Regions from separate parts of the Sus scrofa genome. Here region 2 is linked to region 1. A link is a contact called in public Hi-C data. All regions are on one chromosome and are shown on one strand. The core of a region is the stretch at or near the end of the contact, and the rest is flanking DNA. Distances in the headings are between cores, read along the strand shown. Region 1 overlaps LOC106505265. Region 2 has its middle 170 kb from the start of SUPT20H.

Region 1 (6,914 bases), core at 1,429-3,928:
GGCAAACATGGAGCTGCTCCTGCAGGAGGCCCAGGTCCGCATGAGGACTCAGCACCTGGGCAGGGAGAACCTGCAGCTGCTCTGGCAGCAGCCCCAGACACTGATGTGCGTTTACCTCCGCTGGAGGGAAATGTTGCACCAGCTCCTGCAGGAGACCAAGGGCCAGAGGAGAATTCAGCAGCCCTGCAGGAAGAGCCTGCACTGACTGCTGCAGACGCCCCCATACTAGGTCCTGTGCTGGCTCTTGCAAGAGCCCTGGGCCAGTTTCCAAAACCACCTTCCACAAGGTCACCTCTGCCCCCACAAGCGCCCTTCCCATCAGCTCCCCCAAAACCACATCCACCTGCTCCCCCTCCTGTAATTTACTCCCCTGCCCCCCTCATGATTTGTTTTTGGATGTTTGCTCATTTCCTATTCCTCTTCCATATTATTTACAGTATACTTTATGTTTTAAAAATAAAATTAGAAAGTTGAAAAAAAACAAACATTTTAATGATTTGAGAAAAAGTGTACTGTATAAACAAGATAAAAAATAGAACTGTAGTTACCAGCAATATTTTTAAATGCATAAAGAAAAGACTAAAAGGAAATATGATAAAATGGCAAAAGATGGGGATATCCATGGATGAGAGGGAGCTCCAAACTTCACGGGTGTCAAAGCCTGATTAGAGGGAGGAGGGTGTGCAGGCACACATACAAGGTGACTCAACACAAGGGGTCAGAGGTTAAACAGGGTAAGCAAGGCATCCACCCAGAACAGTGGACCACACATCAGCATCTAAGCAGGCTGGAAGGGCATTACTACAGAAAGGCTACTTGGTGTAAAATGTTGGAACCCAAGAAGAATGAGGAGGGATCCACTTGAAGAGCAGTCCGGGGCGGACTACTGGAGCCTGAGCAAGAAAAGAGAGTGTGTGTAGTGTGAGGTGGGGAAAGGAAGCCCAGCATTGAGTGTCAAAGCATGAGCAGGTAAGGACAGCGTACACACCAGAAACAGCGGCTGGTGGAGGATGTTAGATCCAGCAGGGAAAAGCCGGTGTTTTTGTTGTAGATGTCAGCCCCAGAGCTGGTTGAGGAGCGAATCCACAAAAGGGAGCTACAGTGGCAATGGGATATTAGTTACATACAGGAAGATTAATTAAGAAACATGTTAAGGAGTTCCCGTCGTGGCGCAGTGGTTAACGAATCTGACTAGGAACCATGAGGTTGTAGGTTCGGTCCCTGCCCTTGCTCAGTGGGTTAACGATCCAGCGTTGCCGTGAGCTGTGGTGTAGGTTGCAGACGCGGCTCGGATCCCGCGTTGCTGTGGCTCTGGCCGGCGGCTACAGCTCCGATTCAACCCCTAGCCTGGGAACCTCCATATGCCGCGGGAGTGGCCCAAGAAATAGCAACAACAACAACAACAAGAAGACAAAAGACAAAAAAAAAAAAAAAAAAAAAAAAAAGAAACATGTTAAGATAATGGGAACCAGATTTCTCATTTTCTGAGGAGGGAAATAGAAATACGGAGAGAGAGGAAAAAATAGAACTCTATGGTGTTGGATTAGAATTGAAGATATTAGTGTGAACTCGTGGTTTTCAAAGAGACAAATATAGAAATAAGTACTCGTGTGTGTGTGTGTGTGTGTGTGTGTGTCCGCCCCTAGCTCCACCACTAAGAAGACCTAGGCTCAGTAAAAATCCATAGAATGAGCACACCTACAGCCTACATTACAGCTTCTACATACTATACTCCAGTAAAAGGATCAAAGCTCTTTTGAGAAATGGCCAATTCCAGGACTAGGATATGAAAAGCACAAGATGAGCCTGGGACATCTTGTACCAGAGTAATAAAGAATGTATCTAAATGTATAACTGGGTCACTTTGCCATACAGCAGAAATTAACAGAACACTGTAAATAAACCATAATAAAAAAAAATTTAGGAGTTCCCATTGTGGCACAGCAGAAATGAATCTGACTAACATTCATGAGGATGAGGGTTAGATCCCTAGCCTTGCTTAGTGGGCCGGGGATCTGGCGTTGCCATGAGCTGTGGTGTAGGTCGAAGATGCAGCTCGGATACTGAGTTGCTGCGGCTGTGGTGTAGGCCAGCAGCTGTAGCTCTGATTTGACCCCTAGCCTGGGAACTTCCATATGTCACACCTACAGCCCAAAAAAAAAAAAAAGGAAAAAAAAAATTTTTAAAGAATTAGAGAATTACAATGAAAAAACATTTAAGTAATTTTTGAAGTTAAACTTTGACCCAGAAACTTCACTTCTGATAATCTACTTACAGAAATGAGTCAAAATACATGCCCACCTCCAATAGCACCAGCACGTCTATTCACTGTTCAGCTTTTAGCTCAAGGTTACTTTCTCAGCATTCTGATGACTCTTCTGGTCATAGATAAAGGGAGAGAAACTCTATCTCTGGCTGAGCTTCTGAATACACACCTCTGACTCTAGGGACAAAAGAACCGTAAGCAATAAGAAAAAGCTGTTTCCCTCAAAATATGTTGAGGCCTAAGAAAATCTGCTCTATGAGCCTCCAACAGATCTTAACACAAAAGGAGAGAGGGTCCTCCAAGCCCGTTCCCCGATTCCGCATGAATCATCACACCCTGAGGGCTCTGGGCCATCATCTGTGGAAAAAACTAGACTCTGGAGCACCTCCTCATCTGGAGTGAGGCAAATCATCTGCAAGCCAGTAAGCTCTGGGCAGCAGCCCCAGCAGCTACCACATCACGCCAAGGACAGACTGAAGTAGCCGATAGAGTAGCACGAGGCTGTAAAATACTGCCCAGCACCTGGAAACTCTCCCTAGGGAGTCACAGGAGCACTTCTAAGAACTGTCTGCGGGCTTGAGCACCACCTCTGAGCAGGGAGGCCGGAGCCAGAGAGATCCATGATACATGTGCTCAACAAAAGAATCTGCAAAATGTTCCTAGGAAGATACTCCTTGCTTTTACTCCTCTCTCATATATAAGGAGAAATAACAGTTTTTAGTAGTATATCAGGGTCACATGAGAATCTATCTTCGTGTGAAGATAATGCAAAAATACCTCCTCTCCTTTTAAACAAAAACACTGTTGGAGTTGCTGTTGAGGCTCAGCGGTTAACAAACTCAACTAGTATCCACGACCACGCAGGTTTGATCCCTGGCCTTGCTCAGTGGGTTAAGGATTCGGAGTTGCCATGAGCTGTGGTGTACTTCACAGATGCGGCTTGGATCTGGCATTGTTGTGGCTGTGGCGTAGGCTGAAGGCAACAGCTCCAATTAGACCCCTAGTCTGGGAACCTCCATATGCCGCTGGTGCGTCCCTAAAAACAGACCAAAAAAACCCCACTGTTCATCTGGACAGTAAGTGAGACTTAAATGAAAAGATTTTCTTTTCAAGTAATAAATAAAGTGACATGCCAGTCAAGATTGTCTTAGTTAAAAGCAAAATGAATACATGAATCACCGGTCTGAATAATTCAAGAAGAAAATTCTTTATCTTGTATTTATCTCTACTTCAATTTGACCTGAAGAAGTTGTCTAAGTTATCCACAACCCAAGTATTTTGGTTATGTTTGTTTTTCATAAAGCGCTAACACTTTCACTTTTCATTTCTCCAACATTTCAGAATACAGTTCAAACTGCTTAAAAGGAAAAGAATATTTAAAGCATTGATTATGGGGAATATTTCCATTTCTCTTGCCCACACTACCCTTCCCAGGCCACCTCTTTAACCCCCTGTTTCACCACAGCCTTATTTCACTCCAGCTAATCCCTATCTCTGTCCTCACCTTCAAAGCTACGCTTCTCAAGATCATCGTGCACATTACTGCCTTCATTTCCTCCCCCTCATTCACTCTTCAGCCCACCAGTCTGGCTTCTACTCCCACCAAAACCACCCTCCTTAGGATCATCGATTATCTCCGTTTCCAATGGGCAGCATTTCTCTGGACGATTTTAGAAAGCTAACCACTTTTCCCTCTCCTTGCGTCTATGACTCCACCCTTTTACCTCTCTGGCCACTCCTTTTCTAGCTCGGTTCCATACGTCTCATCTACCAGCCTTTATTTTTTTTTATTTTTTTTTTTTTGTCTTTTTTTTGCTATTTCTTGGGCCGCTCCTGTGGTATATGGAGGTTCCCAGGCTAGGAGTCTAATCGGAGTCGTAGCCACCAGCCTACGCCAGGGCCACAGCAACGCAGGATCTGGCCGCGTCTGCAACCTACACCACAGCTCAAGGCAACGCCGATCGTTAACCCACTGAGCAAGGGCAGGGACCAACCTGCAACCTCATGGTTCCTAGTCAGATTCGTTAACCACTGCGCCACGACGGGAACTCCTACCAGCCTTTAAATGCTGTATTTCTTTAAGTCTTCAGGCATGGGTCCCTTTCTCCTCCCACCTTATATTGGCAACTGCACTCCCAGATGGCTCAGGAGCTTGGCAGGTAACTAAACCAGCAAAACAGAATAGGAAAAGCCCTCCAGTGAAGGCAACATTTACCATCTGAAAGGGAAGCCTCACCTCAGTTCATTACTGACTTGCAGGAACGTGATGGAAATGTTGCTTCCTATCTTCAACTACTATATATAACACCAGCTCTCAATTACTTATCTCTGGTGTAGACATCCTTTCCAAACTCCAGATATACACCTTCAATCATCCACCCAATGTCTGCACTTGAATGTCTCAAAAGGGCTTTCTAATCAAGACGCCTGAAACAGAATTCATGATCTCTCAACTCACTTCTCCTGGAGAGCAGACTACTTCTATTGTCTGTAATAAGCGACATCATCATGGTTACTAAAAGCTGGGTGTTGAGTAAAACAGAGCTTGTTCATCCAATTGTAAACAACATGTTTTCAGAACATACATGTATATATGTATATCAATGTGTATAAATATAAATTTGACCACTGAGTGTATAAATATTATAAAGTTTATACATACATCACTTCTGTATATGTGAAATACATACATATAGGTGTTAGTGTTATAGCACTAGTGCTTTGAATATAGTAAAGAATTATGTGACGAAGTTCGCTGGTTGAATCCATATCGTCGATAGAAGATCCTACTGTTAGAAGCCATCCTGGGTAATGTCATTCTCTCTCCCTTGGAAGACTCACTCTATCAGTGAGTCATTGAATCTACTTCTTACCTATCGTGTGTGTGTGTGTGTGTGTCGCTAAGACCTGGAATTGACTCAGAAGAGAGGAACTGACATGACAGTCACAGTGAGGAAGGTTTCCACTCACTATGAGGCAAACTATTTTATCTATGGAGCTGATCTGATAGATGCAGTGATACCCAGGTGACCCTTGAGGAAGGAATGACTTATTCTATTAGTTATCAGAGAAGAGAACCTTCACTTTTTAACTTTTTGAGGATTGCCTGAGCTAAAGAAAATTGCCTCACCCAAGATCCAATGATTGGTCAATAAGAAGGCAAATAAAAGTCTTGCCTTCTAGCCCAAACTCATGACAACTCAGATGGGCCATTGCAGCCCCAAGCTTGCCATAGGTTCATGTGAAACTTTCACTGAGACTGCATGACAGCTTGACCTCTCCCAGTGCTGTCTTCCAGCCTCCCTTCCTCAGGTGATGATGCAAAGAGCATGTTCTGATAAATTGTCTATACTCTAATTTCCCCCTCTGAGTCTTCTTTGTAAGGAACCCAACCTGGGACACCTGCCAACTACTGAATGACCTGCCTCCCAAAGAATATGAGGTCATCATTGGAACTGTCCAAAGATGGGCCAATTACCTTTAAGTGTACAGAAAAGATGCATCTACGCAACATCCTCTACATATGATTTTGTGATTCTTAGTTTACTTTACATGTAGAGTACTTATTATTAGCTTATACACATGATTTCATTCAAGCCTCAAGAAAACCCATGATGTAGAGGGAATATTAGCCCCATTTTACAGAAGAAGAAATTGAGGCTCCGAAACACTATTTGGTCCGAGGTCACATATTCATTAAATAAAGGATCTAGTGCTTAAACTAAGTTTTTTTCTCAGTTCTCAACTTACAACCAAGGTTTCTTTTGCTGTGTCAATTATGAGAAAGGACTACGGGTTTTCATAAAAGTACTGTTTGACCCAAAAATTATACTAACTTTTTAATTTGCTCTACTATTGCCAATACTTTAATGAGTATGTTTTAAAAATCATTGAAAATGCAGCTGTGTTTCCATTTGCCAGGTATAAGTAATTCCATCCAAGAATTTTGATGGGATCTTTGAGACTTAGAGGAGTCCTTTATTATTTCATTTGGTTCCACATAAGACCCTGCTTTTCTGCTCAGTACATAGGCATGTCCTATGACATACCTGGCAGACACATTTCACAGTCTCCAGCCTGCTAGGACCAAAGTCAGATCTCCTTGAGTAAAATTCTGGATGTTCATAAGAATATTACAACAGCAGATGAAGGAAGCTTTGTACAAAATATTTCTGAAATTAATAGCTATCATATAGACTCTATTCTAGCATCCACCATGCTAGACAAAGCAAAGACTAGCCGTTTGGTTTTGGAACTCAGAGTGTGTGGTAGAAAAACACTTGAACAAAGCCTGCAAATGCCACAATAATCTTGAGAGTTACATTCAAGTCTCAGAATGGTTATTTAACTATACTCTGAAGAGAGGCAATAACATTTTCTCTAGCTCCAGATTATGTCCTTTGAAACAAGGTATAATCCAAATTCATCTTATAAGAGCATAACTGAGGGCAGAAGTTTGCATAGAATCTGACCAGACCATACTTAGCCTTTTAATTCATAAAGATTAAGCCTTTCGATAGCATCGTTTTTTGACAGACAGAATTCCATTCCTGAAGGACAAATGACAGTTTCAAACATGATTATCTGGAACTCCCTTAGGAGACACCAGAAGATGGAAAGAAGGCACCCACGTTAAGAGGGTGGCAAT
Region 2 (6,757 bases), core at 78-2,577, 120 kb before region 1:
CCTAGAGAAAAGGATTCTCATATATTCCTGATTAGCATACAGTGATACAACTACTTTGGGAAACTTTTTAGTAATATCCTCTGCAACTGAAAAAAAACACGTTATCGTGTGACCCAGAAATTCTACTTTTAGTTTGCTAGTTAACAGAAATGCACATCTGTGTTTATTAAAAAACTATACAGACATGATCACAGCTAAAAACTGGGAATAACCCAAACATCTATTTAGAGTTGAATGGATCAATAATTTTGCTATATACATACAATGGAAGGCTATCTATGATGACAAATGATAAACTACTGTTACTTACAATAAAATAGATGCTTTCCAGAAATTTAATTTTGAATAAAACCAGGCCCCCCAAAAATCATCATACTGTATGATCCTATAAATATAAACCTCAAAAGTATTAAGTGGAGATTATTCATGGAGAAGAAGAGTGGGTAGTGACTGTGTGAGGGTCAAAGAGGGGTTTCTGGGATACGAACAACTGTTCTGTTTCTTAACATGGGTAGTAGTAATACACATGTGCTCAGTGCAATTTTTTGAGCTTTACACACGATCTGTGTACTTTCTTTAAACTATAGTAAGTTACATGTCCAGCACAATGTCAGATAAAAGGATACCAATATCTATTGGTTAAAATTATAAACTTCATTTGCTATGCACACAGTGCATCAAAAGAATGAGAGTTCTGGGCACAGGAATAGAATATAAAAAGCAATCCATCTTCACAGGTGTGAGGGAGGGCTGAGTGGAGAGAGGCCCTATGTCAGTGCCAAGACCGTCACACCCTTGGCACAGCTGTATGTACCCATGTGTCATGCTCACTTTATAGAAGAACATTTTGCTAATGCTCTAAGGCTATAGACCCAAACACAAAATTCTAAGTTAACATCCTGTACCATTCCTTCTGTTTTAATTTGGCTGCTGAATGGCAATAGTCATTGCCTCCATTAGTTTTAAGTGGAGGGCTTTTCAGTGCTACAGTTATGAGTTTCTCATTTTTTAAATGGGCAAACCTGGCCAACTCCACAACCCTAAATACTTTTACTCATACAAATACCATCCACTGTAAACACGTTCTTCAGAGGGGAAAATCCTGGCTTCTTGATACCTCGATTGGGCCAACACCTCCCACCAGGTTTCTAGTGAAAGATCAGAGTTCTCTAACAACGGCATGAGGAATATTTTCCCATCCAAGGAGGAGTGACTCCTGACAGGAGTTTGCAGATCTGGCAAGACATCGCACAGACCAGGCCAAACCAAACACTGAGTGGAAAACTCCACTCAGACAGCGTTCCCTGGGCCCAGGCTCCGAGACCAGCCCACATGCACAGCTGACTCCAGTTAGCAAGGAAGCAGCAGCCAAACGGTACTGCACATACTGTACAGAGAGTGTGCCTCAGCCAGGTAGGGGGAAGGATGACAGGCCACTGGGACACCATCCCAGGTCTAATCAGAAGAGTACACTCTGAGTTTTCCAAGATCTTGCAATGCCAGGGAGATTTTGAACATGGCTCTGAGCAAATACCTTGAGTTTAAGTGGCTTTTGCGACCCATGTGTCTAAATATTTTCCCTTTTATGCCTAGAGAAGGGAAACCTTGTTTTCACATCTCTACAAAGTGAAAAAAAAAATTTTTTAAGAACACGTTATTTAAATCACTCATCATATTTTGCCACCTCCCTTCAACATTCTTACTCCTCAATTGCAAATTCACTAGTTAGGAAGAATGTTTCTATACCTCTTGCATCCCGACAAGTACACTATTCATACTCCAAGCTACTGAATATTTGTTCACATGATCATTACATCTACTTCGTTTACATATTCTGAAAACTTTAAAAGGTGCTATGGAAGCATCTATGAAATTGCGCCTCTAATAAAAAAAAAAAAACCTTTCATGAAGAAAGACAATAAATAATTGAAAGTTGTTTGTGCATTTACTTTAAGATATGCGACATTTATCCACTTGGTGTAAAACTGGCACGTGTGATGATGCATGTATGTGTCAAAAGCAGAAGCTATTCTCCCCCCAAAAGGTGGAAGATCGCTTTACTCACAGCATATTACAGAAGATTTCACAGAGCGGTTGAAGATGTCAGAAGATGCCTAAATGAGGAAAGAAAGATTTCTTTTTGAAATTCTTTGGATTTCAAAGGATTGCGCAGATATATAAATCAGATTAATTGTATCACATGCACTAATATTTTTATGCTTAACAATAGCTATTAACACCCAATTTCCAAAAAGATAAATATTTCCTGACACATAGATTCTTATAACTAGAACATATTTTTTCCAAATAAATATGTTCACACCCATTTAAAGAAAATCACATCTTATTGTGCAAAGAATAAAGAACGAGCCAAAAATTACTGTGAACAGTTAACTGTAACAAATATCAATTACTTTCTTCTGTGTTTTCCTGTGCTTTTCCGGAACTCCACATCACCCCACTTGGCAACTTACCTTCAGTCATTTCAGTAAAAATTTAAAGGTTCTGACCCTTTTCACCCAAGAAGGGTGAAAGTTTGCACACCAGATTAATTCACTCGTGAAAGACCTAAAATTTCCCCCACTATCCATTTTCCAATGACAAAAGTTTCAAGAGAAAAAATAGATGGGTTATTTTGTTCAATCCAGAAAATGTTTTGCCTAAAATATTTTTTATCTTTTTCTTTTAGGATCACACTTAAATTTCTATAGACATATATAGTTTACAAAGTGCTACCTGCTTTATTTTGTTTAATTCTCACCAGTACAGTGTTCAGATCACTACTTCGTAGATGCAGAAACTGAAGCCAGAACCTGAATCTAAACCCCTGACCCCAACACAGGATTTTTCTTATTGACTGTATTTGCTCTTAATACGTGAAAGAAATAGACGAAGCTGCTTAGGACTCCCTTCTGTTGGGTGAGATGAAAGAAGATACACGACTTAAAAGGAAGAGCGATGCTGATGGAGCCTGAAGAGATATTCAGCAATTTGGAATAGAATTGGGGAAGACATTTTGTGAAAGAGAAAGAAGTGAGATATGGAAGTTATCACTTCAACTTTTAAGGAACTTGCTACAAAATCAGAACCACTTTGGTAGTAGTTCTCTCAGAACCACGCTAAAGCAGAGGTTTTGACTAGCGCTACAAGAAAGAAACAAATTTGGGTTAAAACACCACATTTGCAATGGTAGTAAGGCTGGCTCGAAATTAAAGCTGCTTGTAACACACAGCTCCACAGATTGTGGGAGTGTAAACGTTCCCACGATCCCTTTCTGCCTTTATCTTTTGTCTGCTTCCACATGCACTGTCTCAATGTCTCACTGGGTCAACCAAATTGTGAACTCACATCTTTTACTGATTTCAAAAAAATTAAAACATACTACCTTTTAAAAAAAAATCATACACTGATCATTATGAGCAATGGAGGTTTTATTAAAGACTAAAGAAGATTAGAAGGCTGTGGCATAGCTCAAATTTTAAAATTCATCTTTCAGATATGCTTCTTCCCAAAATTTTCTTGATAAGAATGGGACTTAGGGGTCCTTTCTTGGTCCCTTCTCTAGCCAGTACTTCATCTATCCTCCCAACCCCTCATCTTTCTGGTAACTGCTCTTGCTAATCACTGACCTTTTTCTGTTCATTTTCTTCCCCCCCCCCCACCTCAGGAAAAGCAGTATGTTCTTTCTTGTCTCAAGTGTAACAATGTAGTGATTGTCTTTGCCATTGAGATGTTCCTAAAATCTCACCACCCAACTCCAGGAGGTTACCCAAGTGTTTTTTTTACCCAGATAGCTCTTAACTATAGGAAAGAAAAAACAAATGAGGCAATAGTCACGAATAACCAGGTGACCTTGGCTGGCCATTGATTTTAAAAGAAATGTATATTTAAAACTAATTTAGATAAAGTACGGTTTATCCTATGCATTTCGTATTCAAAACTGTTTTAAAAGCAAACTGCTTATGTGTATCCAGCTCACATAAATTTGAAGGATCAGCCATCAAAATCCTGAGCAGTAATTAAGGACATGGTATATGAAAGTAGGCAGCAGAGTTCAAATTCTGTCTCCTCCATTGCCTTAAGCAAATTATTCAACCTCTCTAGCTTCAATTTCCTCAAGTGCAAAATGGAATGATAGTAATTGCTTCCACCAGATTCAACACATGTAAAGTCCTTAGAACATTCATTGCCTGAAAAATAGTACACACCGAATATTGTTGGATCTTATCAGAATTGTCTTAACTCACTATAGAGGGCAGTGGTGTCTTTTTTTCCTTATATCTCCTCTTAAACATTTGCTATTCTTACTGTATTTGTCAATTACTAATGTGTTGCTTTGAAACAATTCTTATGCATCTATGGTATAGTACAACTTACATGTTTATCTTTTCTTTGTAGGCATTAACTGCATTTTAACCTATTTGTATCTGTGGTAGTACTAAGTAGAATAGCTTGCTTATAATGGGGCTTAATTAATATTTACTAGCTCAAACACCAGCTGTGACAAAACCAATTGTGTTGGTATACTTTTAACTTGGTTTATGACACCTTACTGGAGAATCACCTCAAAACCTTATTTATCAACTAGTGCTTGTCCTGTCTTCCCTCTTGATTACCCGAGGTATTCTGATGTCCATTTCTATAAGCTTTTCACTGTCCCCACTGAAATTCCAGGCCAGAGAGAGAGAGAGAGAGAGAAGGCTAAATACATGAATAAATGTTAGACTCATGAAGTTGCATCTATATCCATGGATATAAATTTTATTTTTCAGCATATTACCACTATAAAATATGCAAACAATTGCTAAAGAGTACTTGTAGTTATCACTTTAACTACTGAAAACTGTGGGCATACTTTAGGATGAGATTTTTTTCTCTCTAGCCTTTTTCATTTTACTTTAAAGCTACTTTATTGGTACGTAGCCAAGGATTGAGGTAGGGCTAATCCATAATGACCATTTTAGCTATTTTTCATAGCAATGAGAAATTCAAGGACTAGAAACTACTTTCCAGACATTTAGGTCATGCTATCTCTTCACTGCTCTGCTCATGTCTCTCACACTTAGTCCTGTGTGCATACATACCCCATCTTAAAGCAAGCACTCAGGCTCATGAGAGACCAATTCCATTAATTAAAGGAAGTCAGCCAAAGGAGAAAAAAAGAAGAGGCAATTTTAGGTCTCTGGTTCTTTTTGGATTGCAAAATTTGAATCTTGGGCTGTCTCCAAACACCTGCACCTAACTAGGAGAGCAAGAATGTGTTTCATGGCTCTCTACCTACCTACTGATTAAATAAATATTATTATTTTTATAGGATAATTTTCACAGAAATTCACTTGGCTAAGAAATTGTAAATTCAAAAAATCAAATTACTGACATAATATTGTTCTTTGTATCCATGAATCAAATATATATATCAGGCTATACAGATATAGACATATACAGCCTGTCCTCTATAATAGTAGTAAACATCCAATAGCTTTTAGAGGGAAAAGAAGTAGCAAATAAAACACATGATCTATGGTTTAACAGAGGCTAAATTGGAGCTCATATATAACATCATCCATTAACTGTCATTCTAATACCCACACCCAAAGTATCTAAGCAGTAAGTGATATACACAGGAGTTTCAGTTTTCTAAGTAAAACAGGAGATGGGAGTTTGTGGTCAGAGTCTAAGCCTAAGGAAGGAGAAGGTGTCAGGGGTACTATGATGTCTGTTCTAAATAGAACTCTTGTTCTATATTTAAGACCCTACAATTAGTAGGGTGGGGTCCAAAAATGATTAAACTCTTTGACATGAAAGATTCTGTAAGATACTGGACCCAAGAAGAGGTTCTCCGGGACTTAAATTTTTTAAAAGTTGAGGCAAGAAATGAGGAAGTAACCATTCTTCCCACTGCAACCCTGAACCCCACAAGTTAGCAGCTCAAGGACTGTAGCTTGAGACACATTTGAAGACATTTTTCTTGAAGTAAACAAGTAGTGCTCCTATGACATAAAGGGGCAATAATGAGCCTTCAGGCACCAGTTCTATATATAAAGGAGCTAACACATAAGAACACAAAGATTGGGCACCAAGTCACAACTACATCTAGAGTACGGGCATTTGGAGGCAACATCCTGGGAATACATGGAAACAACTGAGGGATGCCTTAAGGGTGACAGATTGAGATCTTCTATTATGCAGATAGAAGCTAGCACATCAGCAGTTGTAGATTAAATGCATACTGGGGTTTTAGAAAGCTAATAAATGAAATCATCTTTTCCTCTCCCAACTTCAGAAATGATTGGGAGATGGAAGTGGGACTTAGGCAGGAGGTAAACAAATACCAATTTAATTACTAATGGTTGGGGGATGTGGCTTAGGTGTTCAGTAATCATGAGCTTCCTAAGGTTGGACTCCCAAATTAAATAGAGTTACCACTGAGGCACAGGCAGGGCTGAAGGCTGCAGACCCCCTCAACAGGGGCAGACACTGGAATGGAAAATCATGACAGAATGTGTATTCTCCATAAGAAAATCTAGAGAAAAGGAAATAATTAGAGGATGCTTGCAAAATTCATGTTTCCAAAGTCACCTTTTTTGGGAGCACCAGAGTTATCTCACCAGAGGATGGAATAAAACACCAGTTTTACTCTCGTGTAAATCCTTCCACATGGAAAGGCGGGAGCTTGTAGAAAGGAGGTTCCTCCACCATCAGCGATGCACGAGGAGCCCAGCACTGTGCCAGTCACGAGCAGACTATTTACGGAACA

Evidence for each region. Hi-C and Micro-C count contacts between places; a contact is called where the count stands out from the background.
Region 2: a contact with region 1 is called in a Hi-C map of skeletal muscle, with 1.8 times the contacts expected there. The contact joins two enhancer-like sites. A contact is called at or near these places in 3 of 47 Hi-C or Micro-C datasets (embryonic fibroblasts, skeletal muscle and subcutaneous adipose tissue) and 1 of 2 datasets of contacts at active chromatin or transcription factors (skeletal muscle).

Annotation. Positions count from the first base shown.
Region 1 is chr11:12,919,730-12,926,643 of Sscrofa11.1, reverse strand. All of the region lies in intron 7 of LOC106505265, which reads right to left. Among named protein-coding and RNA genes, the nearest start is that of SUPT20H, 58 kb to the right of the region's middle. Within about 2 kb of position 2,678, at least 10 of the 83 cell types and tissues checked have an H3K27ac peak or open chromatin away from gene starts, as enhancers often do. A contact at or near this core is called in skeletal muscle, where this site is marked.
Region 2 is chr11:13,034,866-13,041,622 of Sscrofa11.1, reverse strand. No RefSeq gene overlaps it. Among named protein-coding and RNA genes, the nearest start is that of SUPT20H, 170 kb to the right of the region's middle. Within about 2 kb of position 1,327, at least 15 of the 83 cell types and tissues checked have an H3K27ac peak or open chromatin away from gene starts, as enhancers often do. A contact at or near this core is called in skeletal muscle, where this site is marked.